Regions from separate parts of the Sus scrofa genome. Here region 2 is linked to region 1. The links are chromatin contacts, called in public targeted proximity ligation maps. All regions are on one chromosome and are shown on one strand. The core of a region is the stretch at or near the end of the contact, and the rest is flanking DNA. Distances in the headings are between cores, read along the strand shown. Region 1 holds the start of TNFRSF1A (TNF receptor superfamily member 1A). Region 2 holds the start of LTBR (lymphotoxin beta receptor).

Evidence for each region.
Region 2: a contact with region 1 is called in a targeted proximity ligation map of alveolar macrophages. A contact is called at or near these places in 1 of 5 promoter capture datasets (liver), 13 of 47 Hi-C or Micro-C datasets (alveolar macrophages, embryonic fibroblasts, fetal heart ventricle and 7 more) and 2 of 2 datasets of targeted methods (alveolar macrophages and skeletal muscle).

The regions. Positions count from the first base shown.
Region 1 is chr5:64,316,094-64,322,220 of Sscrofa11.1, reverse strand. TNFRSF1A (TNF receptor superfamily member 1A) reads right to left here and starts at 2,872. Exons shown (of 10, transcript NM_213969.1): 1 at 2,834-2,872. The coding sequence starts at 2,872.
Region 2 is chr5:64,275,752-64,281,508 of Sscrofa11.1, reverse strand. It overlaps LTBR (lymphotoxin beta receptor), which reads left to right and starts at 3,087. Exons shown (of 10, transcript NM_001308823.1): 1 at 3,087-3,310; 2 at 3,448-3,544; 3 at 3,785-3,910; 4 at 4,007-4,159; 5 at 4,534-4,630; 6 at 4,771-4,862. The coding sequence starts at 3,215.

The sequences.
Region 1 (6,127 bases), core at 1,623-4,122:
GCGGGTTGCCTCACATCCAGATCGCAACAACTATCTTCCCTCCTCTTTCTTCCTCCAGTCTATCCTAAGTGCTTTTTTATCTGCAGTCAGGCTTCAACTTGCACCCACAGGTGTGGGACTCTTCCTCTCCAGGCCCGACCTTGAATATCATTTCCATGGGTGGGTCCCTGCTACCTTGAATGAGAACTCGAAAAGGTGCCTCAATGCTGTTCTGGACACATTCCCAGATGCAGCGGCCAACAAGGGAACCATTAATGAATGAAGGAACAAACGAGTGGTCAAGCGAATGAATGAATGAATGAATTCCTCTACCTGGGGCCATGGTCAAGATTCTCTCTCCATCCCCTCCTCCACCTCCTCCGGTTTTCTCTTTCTCATTTCTTCTTGCTCTTCTACAGAGACGTTCCTCTCCAGCCAAGTTGCTGGGCTTCCTGCCACCCACCCCCCCCAGAACACAAAATCCTATCTTTCGGTTCCTCTGCTCTCCCTCCAACCAGTCACCGCTCCTTCCAGCCTCTTGCCAGTCAGGGACTTCAAATTTCAGCTCCCAATCCACTTTTCTCTGAGACGTTCCCCCTCTCATCCCCACCTTTATTTATTCAACAAACAGTTAAAGAGCACCACGGTCAAGGCATGGGTCAGGGATGCAGAGATGAATACACAAGAGTTCTTGGTAGGGTCAGAGACAGGAGACTATGGGCTCTGCCTCTCTGCGTCTCTGCATCTCTGTGTGGAGCGCTCCGGGAGCACAGCGCAGGCACTGGAGGTGAGCTCTGCTAAGCAGGAAAGGCAGCTGGACGATGCTCCCGTGTCCCTCTATTTGTGCCTCCCGGCGGTGTTCCAGGACACACACCGCATCACAACGCTTTGCGGGGCATGTTCCCCTGATTGCTCTAAAATCATTTTTGCTGTAAGATGTCGTGGCTCCAAGACTATAAGCTCTTTGAGACCAGCAAGATCTTGTGTGTTCTGTCACGGTGTCTCTTGAATTCATCCCACCCTCTCCCCACTCCACCACGACACACACACACATAGACACATACAGACACACACACACAGCCTTCCCTGTGCTGCCCATTGAATGGCGGGCAGCTGGAAAGCCCGTGGACACTCTTATCAGGACTTCCACACCGCCTGCTTCCCCTCCAGCTCCAGGCTGACCTTGGTCCCCTAGCGTCACACCTGACCTGGGCTGGATTGGCCCCAGTCCCAGGCACATTCCTTTATCTGCTCGGGCTCCCTGTACCTCTGTTTTCCAAATGCAGTAGCCACTGAGTAATTACCGCCATTACCGACTGCTTTCTGTTTGCTATACCCTGGTTCCTCCACTGGAATGTAGGCTGCACAAAGACAGAGATTTTGTTCCCTGCTGTAATCCCGGCATCTAAAACAGAGTCTAGCCCAGCGCAGGCATGAATAAATGGAATACTTAAAACCTATCCATCTAGCATCTTTAAAACAACATTATTAGGGAATGACTCTTAGGCCCATCTTGAGATAAAGAAACGAGGCAGGGTTACGTAAGCTGCTCAAGTCCAGGCAGCTGGTACCTGAGGGAGCCAGGACTCGATCAGGTGATTTATCCCCAAGGGTGAAGAGGAGAAGGCAGGGCCGCTGGATGAGGGCAGAGAGGAGCCTTGAGGGAAGGGAAAGATGGGCCTGGGGAGACAGAATGTGGGAGATTCAAGAGGGAGAAGACGAGGGAGGGAGGTGCCGCGGGGGAATTAGGATCTAGAAACATGGACTAGAAGAGGGAGAGGGAGAGCGGGAGAGAAAAGATTCCAAAAGGAGACTCACTCGGAGAAGTCTTCCGGAAGACTTGACAGAAGGGGAGGGAATGATGGGAAGACAGTGTAAGACCCTTGGGGAGGGGCAGGGGTTTGGGGAGAGAGGTCAGGGAGAGGAGGGGGGATCGCGGTGGGGCGTGGCCCTGGAGCCCCCCGGAAGGGCAGGGAGCCTGAAGCTTGAGGCCAGCCTAACCCACCCAACCAGGTGGGGGCCAGGGGCTGGGGTCTCGGCCCAGGGTGACTCCAGGGGGTGGAGGGATCAGGAATACACTGAAACAAGCCTCAGGCAACAGAAAAGGGACATTTTTCAGTGACGAAAACAACTGTCTACCAACTTCCCCAAACTGAGCCATAGAAGAAGAAAGCCAGCAAAGGGCTGTTTGGGTCTGTGGGAGGGGGCCGGGGGCAGGCCCAAGGGCTCCGAGGCCACAGACGAGGGTCAATCCGACAGACCCAGCCGACAGCCCCAGGTGAAGAAGGCCCCCCAGGTGGGAGGCCTGGGCCTGGGGAGGCCACTGGGTCGTGGCCCCGATCCCCGTACCCCCTTCCCTCCCAAACGCTCCCAACACACAGCCTCCCAAGCCAGCCCTCAGCCCTGGCCTCTCCCGGACTCAGTTTCCCCACCTCACTAGATCCGGCCCCTGCCGTCCAGCAGTGTCCTGGCACCCCTCGGTGGCCTCACCTCTCCGGCCCATCACACTGGCCCAAAGGACAGGATCCTGAGCCACTGGGACTCGGAAAGGACTCTTTCTCCCACTCCTTCCCATTTCCTAACAAAGTGCCCCACCCGCGACCAGGAGGGTCACCCTCCCCCACACCCCGGGCACCCCCAGCCCCTACAGTCGTCTTTGGCTGTCCCTGCCCGCCCGGGCTCCCTTTCCCTCCCTGCCTTTCAAACGTCTCCCCTGGTCCCCGACAGGCGCGGCGGATGAATGGGGCAGTGTTTGAGATCAGGCCGCGCAGGCCTGAGGCTGGGGCCTGGCTCTCTCCTGCCGCAGGCGGCCTCCTCACCCGCCAGCCCCCTCGGCCCTCCGTCCCAGTCTCACCAGTGGCAGCAGCAGGCCAGGGACGGTGGGGAGGCCCATGTCCGGCCAGCTGTGTCCTCTCACTCCCCCATCAGGGCTCAGGCAGTGGCGACAGTGACGGCGGACCGAGGCGACAGTCGATACCGTCCCAGGAGGAGCAGGGTCCGGAGGTCCCAAGTGGAGCCGGAGGGTTGGGCGAGGGAGCTGAGGGTTGAGCCTGGGGCAGAGAATCACGGCCTGGTCCCGGGGAACCTCAAACCCGGAAGGCCAGTTTTGGAGCCAGAGTTCGGAGAACTCAGAAAAGTCAAGCCGAGAGGAGGAGAGAGGAGGTGGGAGGGGAAGGGAGAGCGCAGAGGGGGTGTTGTAACTTCAGGACAGGAAGAGCCGGGGGTGGAGGCGGGAGGAGGCGGGAGGAGGGGGCTGAGGCTCCTTAACCCTTTGTGGCCAGTCAGAGAGCCCGTGCTGGCTCAGCTGCCACGTGCTGACCGCTCCCAACCAAACACAGAGGCGGGCCAGCCCCCTCCCTCCTCATCCCCATCGCCGGGCCTTCCCAGGGACACAGCTAGAGGAGAGCCCAGGGCTTTGGAGTCAGATTTACTGGGTTTCAGCACAGAACGCTTTTGTTTTTTTAGCTGTGTGATTTCTAACTCTCAGAGCCAGTGTTCCAATTTGCAAAACGGGGAGACCCTCTCTTTTTTAAGAGTTTATTTAAGAGTTTTTTATTTAAGAGTTTTTTAAGAGTTTTAAGAGTTTATTGAGACCAGACAGGTTTATTAAGCATCTGATGCTGGACCAGTCCTAAGTGCTCCTTCGAGTCTCTCCCCTTTTCCCCAAAGTTCTCTACTGACACCCTAATCTCTCGCCTTCTTGGGAATTTTCCCCTCCAACCAGAACCTCAGAGTAATTCTAGCCCTGACCCGGGCCCTGACCCCCTCCTCCACCCACAGTTCTCAGTCCAGTCCCTGCTCTGCTGGGGCTGGGCCCCCAGCTGCTGACCCTGGCTCTGCTTTCCCAGAAACCTCAGTTATTACTTTTTAATTTTTTTAATTTTAATTTTTATTTTTTTTCTTTTTGTCTTTCTAGGGCCTCACCCAAGGCATATGGAGGTTCCCAGGCTAGGGGTCGAATGAGAGCTGTAGCCACCAACCTACGCCAGAGCCACAGCAACTCGGGATCCGAGGTGCATCTGCGACCTACACCACAGCTCACAGCAACGCTGGCTCCTTAATCCACTGATTTCTACTGATCGAGGCCAGGGATCGAACCCGAAACCTCATGGTTCCTAGTCGGATTCGTTAACCACTGTGCCATGAAGGGAACTCAGAGACCTCAGTTATTAAATGACAGTGACAGTGCCTGTCACTGTCAGGGAAGGTGATGTCATGAGGCTTAATGAAATCACATCTATGATAATGCTGTGGAATTAGCTCCCTATTTCACAGATGAGAAAACCAAGGCCCAGAGATAAGCAGGCCAGGTGTCCTGCAGAGCCAGCCTAGCTCACAGACTCCTGACTTCAGCCCAAACCCTACCACAAATAGTTGCCACTTTTCTATCAGTCCTTTTGTGTCAGAGCTCACACCCTGACCCTTGGGGTATTTTATGCCACTCCTATCTGTGCAGGGCAGCTCCCAAATGAATCCCATGACAAAGGTACAAAATTCATCCAAATAGTCTCCAGGCACAATGACCTTCCCTGTATCAGTCCAGGCCCAGGGTCCTTCAGCCACTGAAGTTGCTAGAAATGCAGGAGGGCCAGACAGGCGTGAGGTCCTAGGGCTTTGTGACTTGGCATCAGAGTTTCTCATCCGTCTCTGGATCCACCAGAGGAGCCCCCACCCTGGAATCCACTCTCGCCTTTCCTGACCTCCTTTCCCACTCAGGGGCAGAGCATCTGGAAATGTACATGGAGCTTGATGCCCCCACCTCTGGCTGACTTCATTCCATCCTCCAGGCTCTGAGCAACAGGAGGGTTCAGTAAAGCTGGACTCATAGATGGAGGAGGTCACCTCCACCAACACACAGGGAGGCTCCAAATACAGTCTGAGTAGGCCCGAAAGAGCTCTCAAAGAAGCAGGTGCATGGAGTTCCTGTCCCATCTGACTAGGAACCATGAGGTTGCGGGTTCGATCCCTGGCCTTGCTCAGTGGGTTGAGGATCCTGGGTTAAGGATCCGGCGTTGCTGTGAGCTGTGGTGTGGGTCGCAGACGCGGCTCAGATCTGGCGTTGCTGTGGCTGTGGCTACAGCTCCAATTAGACCCCTAGCCTGGGAACCTCCATATGCCACATGAGTGGCCCTAGAAAAGGCAAAAAAATAAAAAAATAAAAAAATAAAAAATTTTTAAAAAAAGAAGCAGGTGCAGGAGCCAGATTGCCCATGGGAAGCACCCCTCACGTCATAGGCATTGATGAGTAAGCACATGTGAAGTGTTTAGCAAGTGTTGCCATATACTAAGCATTCAGTCAGTGGCAGCAGTGTTCATGGTTTGTGTTAACAATTAATAACAATTTCAATGTCCCATTTTTATGGCCATGGAAGTTGCCAAGCCAGGGATCGAACCCAAGCCACAGCAGTGACAATGCCAGACCCTTAACTTTTAGGCCACCAGAGAACTCCTTCAGTGTCCTTTTTTTTATGTTACAAGGAATTTCACCAACTGTCAAAACCATTACAGCTCAGCACAAAAGAGTTTCTGCCAGAGTTTACGATAAGTGCTTATTTACTCAGTCAGTTTAAAGTCTTGAGAAATGTGGTATTCAATTGTTCAATAAAGTTCTGTTTAACAAAAAAAGATGGGAGTTCCTCCTGTGGCTCAGCAGGTTAAGAACCCGACTAATATCCATGAAGATGTGGGTTAGATCCTTGGCCTCGCTCAGTGGGTTAAGGATCCAGAGTTGCCGTGAGCTGCGGTGTAGGTCCCAGACATGAGTTGGATCTGGCATTGCTGTGGCTGTGGTGTAGGCCAGCAGCTGTGGCTCTGATTCGACCCCTAGCCTGGGAATGTCCATATGTCTCAGGTGCAGCCTTTAAAAAAAAAAAAATGGTGAGATGTGGGCGGGTCTAGGAATATGAACAGATAACTAGTCTCTGGGAGGGGATGAAACTCTGGCCATAATCCCTCCAGGGGAAGAAGAAATGATAATGAGGGAGAGAAAGGGGGAGATGGAGAGATAGGAGGGGCACACTCAGAGGTGACAGGATTAGGCTCTTAGGTTAGGGCTTGTAGAGCAAAGGATGAAGAGCCCCCCATTTCCATCACGTCTCTCTCCCACAGACACACCCATACACACACACACACACACACACATACACCT
Region 2 (5,757 bases), core at 1,838-4,337, 41 kb after region 1:
GTGTTCTGGGGAGATACTCAGGAATACACAAAAGTGAAAATGCATTGATCTATATACATAAGATTAGTGTACTTTATGCATTTCCTTGTTTAGAGGTTATACCTCAAAAGAAAAGCAGTCCCTGTCTTTAAGTCTCAAAATATTCTCAAATGTAATGACACATGTCTGGGATTTGCTTCAAAATAATAACAGGATATTAGAAGAGTTGGGGAGGGTTGTATGGAAGAAATGGAACCTGTCTGAGTCAAAGCTGGGACTTCACAGTACTTTTTCTTTTCTTTCGTGTAAGTATATATGACGTGTGATTTCCATAATAAAAAGAAAAAAGAGACCTAAATAGACATTTTTCCCAAGAAGACGCACAGATGGCCAATAGACACATGAAAAGAAGCTCAACATCACAAATTATTAGAAATGAAAATCAAAATTACAATGTGGTATCACCTCATGCTGGTCAGAATGGCTATTATCAAAAAGCCTACAAATAGTAAATGCTGCAGAGGGCATGGAGAAAATGGAACCCCTGTACACTGTTGGTGAGAATGTAAATTGGTGCAGCCACTACAGAAAACAGTATGGGAGGGTCCTTTAAAAACTAAAAATAGAACTACCATACAAGCCAGTTATCCCATTCCTAGGTATATACCCAGAAAAGATGAAAACTCTATGCTCATAGCAGCATTATTTACAATAGCCAAGACATGGAAGCAACCCAAGTGTGCATCAACACACAGATTTGGAGTTCCCACTGCGGTGCAGTGGGTTAAGGATCTGGTGTTGCTGCAGCTGTGGCATAGGTCAAAGCTGTCGCTCGGATTCAGTCCCTGGCCAGAGAACTTCATATGCTGCTGGTATGGCCAAAAAAGGAAAAAAAAAATAGACAATTGGTTTAAGAAGATGTGGTGGTGTATATATATACACACACACATACATAAATATATATGAGACTATTTGGGTTCTTAACCCACTGAGCCACAATGGAAACTCCAAACCAACTAAATGTCAACTGTCTTTCTTTTTTTTTTTTTTTTTTTTTTTTGCTTTTTAGGACTGCACCCTTGGCATATAGAAGTTCCCAGGCTAGGGGTCAAATCTGAGCAGCAGCCAGCAGCCTACCGCACAGCCACAGCAATGCAGGATCAGAGCCTTGGCTGAGATCTACACCACAGCTCACAGCAACACCAGATCCTTAACCCACTGAGCGAGGCCAGGGATCAAACCTGCGTCCTTATGGATACCAGTCAGGTTCTTAACCCACTGAGATACAATGAGAACTCTCAACTTAAAATTTTTAGTTAGAAAAAAGAGAGAAAAAAGGGATCTAAGGCTACCATAGAGAGACCTTTATGCATTTAAGAGCTCAGTGTGAGTCCAGCCCAGCCGCCTTCCCTGGACCTGGAAAGAGCTACAGCCCTGAGCAGTGCATGCTGTTCTAACATTCCTTCCCTTCCCAGCCAGCCTCGGATGTTTGCTGGCAGTGTGTGAGCCCTAGGCCTGCACTAGCAGAGCGAGAGATGTCTACAGCTCAGGGCCCTTCACCCTTTTGTGGGCCCTGCTCCCCAGATGCACCCCTGACCAGGCCTTCCCTGATCCTCCACCAGGAGGCTGTCCAGCCAGTCAGACCAACCAGGGTCAGGCTGTGTGCTAAAGATGGCCCTCCAGGGAGGAGGCGGGAATGGTGCCCAGGTGACCTCTCTCAAGACAGCAAGTCAGTCCCTCATGCCTAGGGAGCCATCCCTCCCCGAGTCACAAGGAGGCAGCATGGTTGCTGGAATGAGCTGGGACCCAGAAATTTGGAGCCCCATGGCTCTGCCATGGACTGGCCATGAGACATGGGGGAGATAGCATATATAAATATATACTGGACACGTGGTCCGTGCCAAACTCTGTAGGAAACTCGGGGAACCCAGACTTATGGATTCAGTGCAGAACTCATGGCTCAGTGGCTGGTGAATGACAAGCAGTGGGTCACAGGGAGTGATCTGCAGAGGGGCTGGGCAGGCCCGGGGTGGGGCTGCTTCCCAGAGCTCAGGTGACCCTCAAGGACCCTCTGTGCCAGGAGCACAGAAATTTGGAAACCAGAGAGCATGCCATAGGGGGAAGGGGGAAGTACTATTAATGGGATGCAGGAGAATTGTAGGAAGAAAGGGGTGCAGGGACAGAGTGAGCTTCCCTCAAACCATGGTCTCTGCATGGCATTTGGGCCTCAGTGTCCTCATCCTTAAGGTGAAGGGCCTGGACTGGTGGGCTGTCAGCTCCCTCCAGGTCAAAGGAATTCAAATACTCCTGGGTGAGAGGCTAGGACTGGGGATGGTGGCTGCCCAGCGCCAGTCCAGCTGCCCTGTTCATGGGACTTCAGTCTGCATGTCCTCTGCCTTCTCTGAGGACAGGGGAGCAGAGCCACTGAACCCCCCAAGGGTCATGTAGGTGACCTGTGCCCACTGATGTATGGGTCAGGTTGGCTCAGGGAAGGGGAGGGCTGGCTGGGCAGTGACTCCTTTGTAGTTAATCTTAAAAAGTCACATAACAAGGCAGGAACCCGGGAGTCCAGTCTGCCAGCTGGGTCTTCTGGTTCCCAGATGTTGGGCTGGCTGGCTGGCTGGCTTGCTGGCTGTCCCAGACTCTCCATGGGTCTCTGCACCCTCCAAGTTTGACAGTCTCAGGCCCATCCACTTTTCAGATGGGGTGCCCGGCTGGACACTGCTCTGCCAAGACCTCCATCTGTGCCTGGGTCAGCCCTGCCCCAGCTGGGCTCTCAGGGACCATCAGAGAGTTGTCCCCTGGCTCTGCTGCCCCTTTCCCACCAGCTGGGCCTGGCCTGTCTCCTCGTCCTCCTCTCCAGTCAGGCTTCCAGAGAAGGGAGGAGGCCCAGTTCCGGCCCTGCTGCCCTCACGTGCTTTCCCGGCCACCCCCTCCCGCCCTGCATCGGGCAGCCAAGCCTGTTCCTCTTCCCGATTGCGACAGCCGCCCCAGCTCCCAGCGCTCCCTGTCCCCGCCCCGCGGCCGGCTGCTCCACTCCCACTTCCTGAGCCCGGCGCTGGAGCCCTGGAGGCCAGGCCAGGCCCGGCCGCTCCGGCCCCCAGGGGCACGTCAGCCCGAGTCCCGTCCCAGCCCCTGAGCTGGGGACGCTGCTGCCACCACTGCCCGGGACGTCCAGGCCTCCCATCTTCCTCCCAGGCCTCCACCCATCTGGTCGGCTGGCCGACTGGCCGCCATGCGCCTGCCGTGGGCCGCCTCCTCCTGCGGCCTGGCCTGGGGGCCACTCATGCTGGGCCTCTGCAGTCTCCAGGCAGCATCCCAGTCCCAGCTGGTGAGGGAGGGCCCCGTGCAGGGGGCGGGGGTGGGCTTGGCTAGGGAGAGGGGTCTGGGCAGCCCTCTCTGTAATCCTTCTGCCCTCCCCAGCTGACCCCTGAATAATTCTCCCCCCACTTCATCTCCCCCTTGAAGGTGCTCCCTTACCGCCCGGAGAACCAAACCTGCCAGGACCAGAAAAGGGAGTACTACGAGCCCAAACATCACGTCTGCTGCTCGCGCTGCCCCCCAGGTGAGAGGCAAGGGGCAGAGGAAGGCTGGGACAGGGAGGTGGGTTACAGGGGCTCCAGCCCACCTGGCTGCCTCGGAGGGAAGGCAGACATCAGGTCCCAGGTGACAGGCAAAGGGTGAGCAACACTGGCCGTCCCTTCTATGTAGGCACCCGGACAGGCCCAGGGTCACACAGCGAGCAGCAGAGGGGACGGTGGAACCCCAGCCCCCTGACACTGCTACTGCCCCACTCGCATCCTAGGCACGCACGTCTCAGCTGAGTGTAGCCATGACCAGAACACCGCTTGTGCCACATGCCCTGAAAATTCCTACAACGAGCACTGGAACCACCTCTCCATCTGCCAGCTGTGCCGCCCCTGTGACCAGAGTGAGTGGGGTGTGCCCGGGGTGGGCAGGGGTGGGGGGATGTGCTGGGACCCCCAGGAGTGCGGCCCCTCTGCTGAGCCTGCCATCTCTCCACCAGTGCTGGGCTTCATGGAGGTCACGCCTTGTACCAGCAAACACAAAGCCCAGTGCCGCTGCCAGCCTGGGATGTTCTGCGTCTTCTGGGACTCTGAGTGTGTCCACTGCGAGCCACTCTTCAACTGCCCACCTGGCACCGAAGCTGAGCTCAGAGGTCACTGGGGGCAGAGGGCAGGGAGGAGGCTGGGCGGGTGATCTTGAACAGGGATCAGGGCATACGGTGCTGTGTTCATGGCGAGCCTCCAGGTGCTTAACTCTCTGGCATAAAATGTCTCTTCTCCTGCCCTGAGAAAGGCCCCCAAAAGGACCTGCAGAGAAATGGCCCAGGACAGTGCTGAGCTCAGGGGGGTCCTCCCAGCACTGGGGAAGTTTGGGCAACTTGGAGATCAGGAAATATGCTGCCAAGTACAGAATGGGGTGGGTGGGCAGGTGGGGAGGGGGCCATCCAGAGGGCTCAAGGGAAGCTCACATCTGGGCAGATGCTCCTTTGCCCACTCACCCGGGCTGGCTGTGTCTTTCTCTTGCCAGATAAAGCTGGGGAGGCAAACAGAAAATGTGTTCCCTGCAAGGCAGGGCACTTCCAGAATTCCTCTTCCCCCAGCGCCCGCTGCCAGCCCCACACGAGGTGAGTGTGCCTCCATCTGTGTCCCCTGCCCCATGCCCAGCCCCAGCTGCTGACAACCCTGCCCGTGCCCACCTCCACGGAACCACCTCCCACTTCCAGCCGGGAGGAAGCCCACCTGAGCTGGGCTCTTTCCTGCACAGGTGTGAGGACCAGGGCCTTGTGGAGGCAGCTCCAGGCACCACCCAGTCTGACACCACCTGCAGAAATCCACCGGACCCCCCCAAGATGCCAGGTGAGGGGCCAGGGGCACAGGGAGGGGGCGCCTGGGAAGATGCCTTAATTCCAACCATCCAAATAAGCAGGAAAATGATGAATCCTTTCTTCTCAAAATTGAGGCAAGAAGAAACTCCTCAAAGGGAAATTGGAGTCTCTCCTTATACACAAACATACACATGCACACTTTTTAAATGATGTATTATATAGATTTTGTATAAGTTAGATATAATATTATGCCCACACTGAGATGTAATCATTTCGACATGCCACCATTGTATAATCTATTTATTAGACCGAGTATCTCTTTATTAGATTACACACTTCCATTAGAGGTACAATTCTATGCTTGACTCTTTCTTGGTTTTTTCTGTGGAGTTATTAGTTATTGATTTCCTCACCTAAGAAAGGGTTACAGGGTGTTTCTAATGACTGTTATTGTTATTAATTGGGGGAGAGTTAATTTCATTCACTTTAAAAAATCACCAAGTATTTGGAGTTCTTGCTGTGGCCCAATGGGATAAGAATCTGACTGCAGGGGCTCAGGTCACTGCAGAGGTGTGGGTTTGATCCTCAGCCTGGTGCAATGCATTAAAGGATCTGTGTGGCCAAGCTTCGGCATAAGTCAAAGCTGGGGCTCCGGAGTTCCCGTTGTGGCTCAGTGGTTAATGAATCTGACTAGGAACCATGAGCTTGCAGGTTCAATCTTTGGCCTCGCTCAGTGGGTTAAGGATCTGGCATTGCCCTGAGCTGTGGTGTAGGCCGGCAGCTGCAGCTCTAATTAGACCCCTAGCCTGGGAACCTCCATATGCCGTGGGTGCAGCCCTAGAAAAGACAAAAAAAAAAAAAAAAAGCTGGGGCTCCAATTCAATCTCTGGCCCAGGAACTTTGATATGCCATGTGTGTGCCCATTA